Regions from separate parts of the Mus musculus genome. Here region 1 is linked to region 2. A link is a contact called in public HiChIP or PLAC-seq data. All regions are on one chromosome and are shown on one strand. The core of a region is the stretch at or near the end of the contact, and the rest is flanking DNA. Distances in the headings are between cores, read along the strand shown. Region 1 has its middle 14 kb from the start of Gm33377. Region 2 has its middle 46 kb from the start of Gm33336.

The links. HiChIP or PLAC-seq counts read pairs in DNA pulled down with a chosen protein or histone mark.
Region 1: a contact with region 2 is called in an H3K4me3 HiChIP or PLAC-seq map of bone marrow-derived macrophages, with 4 times the contacts expected there. The contact joins two enhancer-like sites. A contact is called at or near these places in 2 of 39 promoter capture datasets (cranial neural crest and liver), 2 of 484 Hi-C or Micro-C datasets (liver and psoas muscle), 3 of 115 datasets of contacts at active chromatin or transcription factors (bone marrow-derived macrophages, double positive thymocytes and hepatocytes) and 2 of 9 other capture datasets (adipose tissue and liver).

What each region holds. Positions count from the first base shown.
Region 1 is chr10:95,801,756-95,805,494 of GRCm38.p6, forward strand. No RefSeq gene overlaps it. Among named protein-coding and RNA genes, the nearest start is that of Gm33377, 14 kb to the right of the region's middle. Within about 2 kb of position 1,591, at least 1 of the 459 cell types and tissues checked has an H3K27ac peak or open chromatin away from gene starts, as enhancers often do. A contact at or near this core is called in bone marrow-derived macrophages, where this site is marked.
Region 2 is chr10:95,676,057-95,679,525 of GRCm38.p6, forward strand. No RefSeq gene overlaps it. Among named protein-coding and RNA genes, the nearest start is that of Gm33336, 46 kb to the left of the region's middle. Within about 2 kb of position 1,860, at least 168 of the 459 cell types and tissues checked have an H3K27ac peak or open chromatin away from gene starts, as enhancers often do. A contact at or near this core is called in bone marrow-derived macrophages, where this site is marked.

The DNA of each region.
Region 1 (3,739 bases), core at 341-2,840, 130 kb after region 2:
AGAAGAAGGCAGAGCTCTCTTTCTCTGAAGTCATGACTCTTTTGGACTTGGGTTCCTGACTTCTGTCCATCTTCTCCCAGTCTGGTTGTATTTGAGTCCAGGAGTTAATGAGAATCATACCCAATCCACTAGATCAGTGGAATACATTTGTCACAGGGAATGAGGAGTCCCCAAGAACTAAGAATTTCAGTGTAGCTTGAAATGTTAATATAGTCTAATGCTGTGCTTTTGAAACAGGCACTTAGAAGCATTGCACACACTAGCAAGATTTTGCTGAAAGGACCCAGATATAACTGTCTCTTGTGAGGCTATGCCAGGGCCTAGCAAACACAGAAGTGGATGCTCACAGTCAGCTAGTGGAGGGATCATAGGACCCCCAATGGAGGAGCTAGAGAAATTACCCAAGGAGCTAAAGGGATCTGCAACCCTATAGGTGGAACAACATTATGAACTAACCAGTACCCCGGAGCTCTTGTCTCTAGCTGCATATGTAGCAGAAGATGGCCTAGTCAGCCATCACTGGAAAGAGAGGCCCATTGGACTTGCAAACTTTATATGCCCCAGTACAGGGGAATGCCAGGGCCAAAAAGTGGGAGTGGGTGGGTAGGGGAGTGGGGGGAGGGTATGGGGGCCTTTTGGGATAGCATTGGAAATGTAAATGAGGAAAATACCTAATAAAAATATTTTTAAAAAAAAGAAAAAAAAAAGAAGCTTTGGTTGTTGGAAAAGCACTGAGTCCTCACTTGGCTCAAAAGACAACTAAACATGGGGTAAACGCCTGGTTCCTCTGGTTCTTTTTCTTGTCGTCTTTCTATCTCTTTCCCTTTTACTAAAAGCACAGAGATAGCATTGCTTTGGTTTTGTTTTGTTGTTGTTTTTGATACAGGGTTTCTCTGCGTAGCCCTGGCTGTCTTGGAACTCACTCTGTAGACCAGGCTGGCCTCAAACTCAGGGAGTTCACCCATCTTTGTCTCCCAAGTGCTGGGATTAAAAGCATGAGCCGCCATCACCTGATTGCTCTTAACCTTTCCTCTTAAGTCCCATTGGACTCTTGGAATAGCAGGACCATACAGAACTGAGCCCTCTCCACATGAAGGCCGTTATCCAGGAAAGGGAGGTAGCATCACAGAACAGGTCATGGCAGGGATAACTGAGACATGGCCAACCAGAACATCCTGCTTAGTAAATCACACTCCTGGCTGTGTCCAGTTCTTCCTCTGCTCAGCAAACCTCATGTCAAAAGCCCAACACTGGACTTGGGGGGGGCGGTCACTGGACCCCTGCATTTGTCTCTTTTCCCACTGTGGCCCACATTGGATAAATCCCTCTCTGCTTTGCACTGCTACTCAGACTGTCCTGGAACTCTATAGACCAGGCTGCCCTCGAACTCAGGGTCTTTGCCTGCCTCTGTCTCCTGAGGGCTGAGTTGATTGGCACACTGGGTGTGGGTGGCTGAGTCCAGCCAGTTTGGGCCACTGAATCCTGAGGCTTTTGCTGTAAAAACTCCAACTAGGTCCCATCTTAGGGTTTTATCACTGTGAAGAAAAGCCATAGCCACAGCAGCTCTTATAAAGGGAACCATTTAGTTGGTGTCTTAGTCAGGGTTTCTATTCCTGCACAAAACATCATGACCAAGAAGCAAGTTGGGGAAGAAGTGTTTATTCAGCTTACACTTCCACATTGGTGTTCATCACCAAAGGAGGTCACACAGGGCAGGAACTTGGAGGCAGGAGCTGATGCAGAGGCCATGGAGGGGTGCTGCTTACTGTTTTGCTTCACCTGGATTGCTCAGCCTGCTTTCTTATAGGACGCAGGACCACCAGCCCAGAGATGGCACCACCCACAATAGGCCTTCCCACCCTTGATCACTAATTGAGAAAATGCCTTACAGCTGGATTTCATGGAGGCATTTCTTCAGGGGAGGCTCCTATCTCTGTGATAACTCCAGCTTGTGTCAAGTTGGCACACGAAACTAGCCAGTACACTTTGGGGCTGGCTTACAGTTCAAGAGGTTCAGTCCGTTATTGTCTTGGCAGGAAGCATGGTAGCATGCAGCCAGACATGGCACTGGAGAAGGTCTACATCTGATTCAGCAGGCAGCAGGAAGGAAGAGTGACACTAGGCCTGGATTGAGCTTCTGAAAACCTCAAAGCCCACTCCCAGTGACATACTTCCTTCCAACAAGACCACACCCACTTTAATAAGGCCACACCTCCTAATAATACCACTTCCTCTGAGCCTTACGGAGGACGGGGGGGGGGCAATTCTCATTCAAACCATCTCAGACTCCATACTCATATGGTGGGCACAGTGTTAATTGGATTCAATGAATTAAAGAAAAAAAAATGAAGGTATGTGGAAATGGGGCTTGTTTGGGGCAGTTGTCAGATACATTGTCTACATATAAGAATAAAAAAAATTGAATTATTTAAAGACATTTTCCAGATATATTTTCAAAGTATGGACTGCTTTCTGTGTTCAGATCTACCAATTTGGGCAAAGGGAGATCCATCATAGCATTTGTTGAGTGAATGCATAACTGAAGCATGCATGATGGGCTATCTATCATGAAGGTTCTTTAGTATATGTTTAGCGGAAGAGTATGTGTTGTGTTTTATAAAAAGATAAGGAGAGAAGGAATTTGTTTGGTGGAGGAGTAGTCAGGTATGGGGGAAAGGGGTGCCTCCAAGGGCCCACGCTGAGGCATCCCTTCCTCCTGAGGGACCAGCCATATGATGGTCTAGTATAGCATAGAGTTTATTTGGGGCATGGGGAGGGGAGTTAGGAGGGTAGTAGAGACAGAGAAAGGCAGAGAGAGAGAGAGAGGAGAGGAGTAGAGGCTGGCCATGAGCTCCTGGAGAGAGTGGGGGGAGGGGAGTGGGGAGAGAAGGGGGAAGGGGCGAGAGGACAGAGTGAGAGCAAGAAGGCAAGAGAGCAAGAGAGTGTGGAGGGGGCAAGCAGCCCCTTTTATAGTGAGTCAGGCACACCTGACTGTTGCCAGGTAACTGTGGGGCAGAGCTTAGACAAAATGCTAACATTACTGAAGGGAATGAAATGGCTTTCAGTAAGGACAGTATATACCAGGAAAGTATCATGGAACTGTTAAAGGAAGATGAGGAAGGAGATTGTAGAGCTGATGACTGCAATAAATTTGATAAAACAAAGAGAATCATTACTACAGACCAAGTGGGACTGTTTAAAAAAAAAAAAACAAAAAACAAAACAAAACAAAACAAAAAGGGGAGGTAATTCTTTGTGTAAAAAAAAAAAAAAAAAAAAAAAAAAAAACCTCAAACATCATAGATATTCCTTTCATGAGTCAAAACGTTTTTGTCTCTGTTTCAAAATAGTTCTTTCATCTGTGTGCTATATTTTGGGCACATTCATATCCTATGGGAAGGGGGTGGGTGAGCAGATGTTCTTTCTGCTGACAGCTTCTCACCTTTTTGTATCTGATCATTAGAAGCAAGGTTTCCAAAGTGACATATTCAGGCCATACCATAATAGACTTCCCTCGAAGCAAGTATGCAAATGAGGGTTTAAGGTAAATTTGATCCTTGAGTCTCACTGGCTCTAATGTTCTTAGAAGAATTTCGCTACGTTCTAATCAGTGAGCTCCTGGCACTTTTGAGAGGCTCTATGAGGTACCTGGTCAGCACTTTCAAGAGGAAGACTAGCTTTCCTCTTGGCTTGGAGCAACTTCTCCAAGATCACAAGGGACATTAAGCCTTCATTGATG
Region 2 (3,469 bases), core at 610-3,109:
TAAAAGCTTTCTTTAAAAAGAAAAAACCCTCCAGAAACTTAAGAGACTGCGTTTATGTATTTTACTCATCTAACAAACTATTATGCTGACTCACTAGCCCTGCAGAGCAGTTTGGACATTTCAGGTGACATTTGTCCACTCAGCTCCCTTCCTGTGACACCCCTGAGAGACTCATGTGTCTTCAGATGAAAAGATAGGGAGGTTTGGAGGCTTCGGGAACTTGTCCAAAATCACAGGTAGCATGGGGGCAGTTGCTGACAGGTGCACCTGCTCCCCCCCCCCCCCCCCCCGCTCCCTGTGACACTTCCAGGCCTTGCCAGCACAGGGCTAGCACCTCTTATACTGCAGAGTATGGCTTTAATGTGTGTGTGTGTGTGTGTGTGTGTGTGCACATGTATATGTGTGAGGGTGTGTGCAGAGGTTGGAAGTGGATTCCTCAGTTGTTCTCCACCCTGTTTTTTGAGACAGCATCTCCCAGAGAACCTGGAGCTCACTGACTGGCTAGATTAGCTCACCCAGGCCTCCTTCTGTCTCCACACCCCCAGTGCTAGGCTTACAAGGGCATGCTGCTGTGCCTGGCTTTTTGACATGGTTCATGTAGACTGATGGCAGGGTCCCACGCTTGTATGGTAGACACTTTACCAATGAAGTCATATCCCTAGCGTGCTCTCTCTCTCTCTCTCTCTCTCTCTCTCTCTCTCTCTCTCTCTCTCTCTCTCTCTCTCTCTGGTGGTTATTACTATTTAAACGTAGTAATAGTGTTAAGTGCTTCTGTTGCACATGCTGGAGTTACCTGCATTTTCTTATTTAATCCTCAAGACAACATACCACCAAGTTCTCTGCCTGACTCTAACTCAACTCCTGCATACAGTCCCATTGATAACTTGCTGATCTAGACTTGGTACCCTTTCCAATACTAAGTATAGCCAGTAAATCCTGAGAGTACAAATCAAGCAGAGGGCATACAACAGAAGCTCAGAAGCCTGTCAGGAAACAAGAGCAAGAGCTGCACAGGCCAGCTAACTGAGCACTGGGGAAGCTGGGCCGGGAGGATGGAGCGTTCAAAGCCAGCCTGAGTTACATAGTTTCAAGCCAGCCTGAATTGGATGGACAGATGCTGTATGAAAAAAACCGAAGCAACAAAAGCCAAGCGCTCCCAACCAGACAAAACAGCAAAGTGGCAAGAGCCAGGCATGGTGGCATACACCTAATAATTCAATTACTTGGGAGAACAAAGTGGAGGATTGCCGAGAGTATCAGACCAGCCTGGGATTCACACTGAACCCTTATCTCAAAAAAACCCAACCCCCCCGCCCCCCCCCCCCCCACACACAGGCGGAAGGAGAGTCCGATAAGACTGGTCTTTGTGGCTTTAATCAGCATCCAGTTCGCCTCCCACTAGACTCCTTCCTCTTGGCTTTGAAGGTGAAAAAGTAAAATGCTCTGTGCAGTGCATGCCGTGTTGGGATATATAACTTGCAGAAACCCAATAGGCTCGAGTTAAGTTTTTGTTTAAAAAAAAAAAAAAAAAGGAAGTGGCTTAAAAAGCAGTGTCCTCGTGACCCCTCCCTGGAAAACCTGCAGGCTAGTGCAGACTCAGTTCTTCCAACATCTCCATCCAAACGGAAGTTGGGGATCGCAAACATTTCCGCCAAGCGGAGGGTAATGACAGCATCACCGTGGGAAAAATGGTGGGGGTTGATTTCAGGACTGTAAAAGACATTTTCATCGCGTAATGAACCTAGCAGCAGCCTAGCAGCTGGCCACATTGCCACAGAACGACTTCCTCCATCAGCTAGCGGAAGGAGCTGGGAGACATGAAGAGCTCCTTGCAGGCAGGGGCTGACTCTGGAAACCAAAAATGGAAATGCCGCCACTAGCTCTGCATCTGCGCAGTGAGCATCAGGGTGAGGCCAGCCAAGGACCCACCTAGGCGCTCTGGGGCACAGATGAGAGGAAAAGAGAAACCCGAGCCTGCGCACTGACAGGCCAGTGACAGGTGCTGGTCATGGCTGAATTGTGTCCAAGTGCCTCCACCACTCGGGGTTCCTACTGCCTTTCTATGTAGAAGCGGGCTTAAAGAAAAATTCTGACAGGCTTGCTTTGGTAGCAGATGGGGGTGAGTTTGTTCGAGAGAGGTTCTGTGTCATTCCCAGGAGGGACACAGCACAGAGACGGAGAAACTGAGCAGGTAGACCTTGCTGCGGTTCCCCACCCAGACTGTTTCCCTGACGTTATACCCTTTGTCCACCTCATTGCTACACGGCTGTCCATTCATCAAGGACTTTAAACACAGAATAGCTTGCCTTCTTTGCGGGGGAGGTGTGCGATCATTTTTGAAACATTCTGTGACGCACAGAACTTGAGTTAAGTCAGTTTGTGGTCAGTGTTTGATTTGACAGGGTCTCTCTGTAATCTAGCCTGGCCTGAAATCTTGGTAACTCCTTGGAGAGTTTTCATGGCCAGCAGTGTACTAAAGACTCTGAGAAGTCTTGTAGTGGGGAAATGTTTCTTTCTCCACAGTAGTTCTTTAAGTGTTGACTTTGGAAGACTTTTTAAACGTTTTCTTTTTATTTTACTTTTAAACAAGTGTAGTGACAGAAAAGGGTGTCCTTTCCTCCCCTTTATAATTGTGCTGGGTAGTTTTATGTCAACTTGACAAACGCTACATTTATCAGAGAGGAAGGAACCTCAATTCCTGAAAAGCCTCCTTGAGATGGGCCTGTAGGCAAGTCTTAATTAGTGCTTGATGGGGGAGGGTCCAGGCCATGGTGGGTGGCGCCATCCCCCATGCTTGTAGTACTGAGTTCTATAAGAAAGTAGGCAGAACAAGCCCTGAGGAGCAAGCCACTAAACAGCCCTGCTCCATGGCCTCTGCATCAGCTCCAGCCTCCAGGTTCCTGCCCTGCTTGAGTTTCTGTCCTGACTTCCTTCAGTAATGGGCTAAATGGGGAAATATAAGCCAAATGAACACTCCCCACTCCCCCCTTCCCCTCCCCCTGAGTTGATTTTGGTCGTGGTGTTTCGTCACAGCAATAGTAACCCTAAATAAGACAAATGTCACAGTAGATAGACCAATGAGAGGAAAGTGTAGCAAATTTGTTTATTCAGAGTTTGATCTATCCAAGGAGACTTCACTCCCGGGCTGAGGTAAAGATGCCTATTTCACACCCAGATGCCACGAAGGTGGGCAGGGCATAGAAATGGGATAAGCATAGAATGTGATGTCCTGGGAAGAGAGAGCCCAGCAGGTCTGCCTGCCCGCAGAGGCCTTCTTGACCTGAGTGTAGCAGTCCTCTCAGGAAGGGGGAGCAGATGGCTATGGAATGAGATTGCTGACAGCATTCTGGAGGCCACGAGTCTTCAGTGGATGGCCTGGCTGGCTGAAGTAGGGAAGGCCTTTGAGGGTTAAATCCACCCCTGCCTCTGGTCTAGTACCCCACTTTCAGGTCCCCCGTGATGTGAGAAG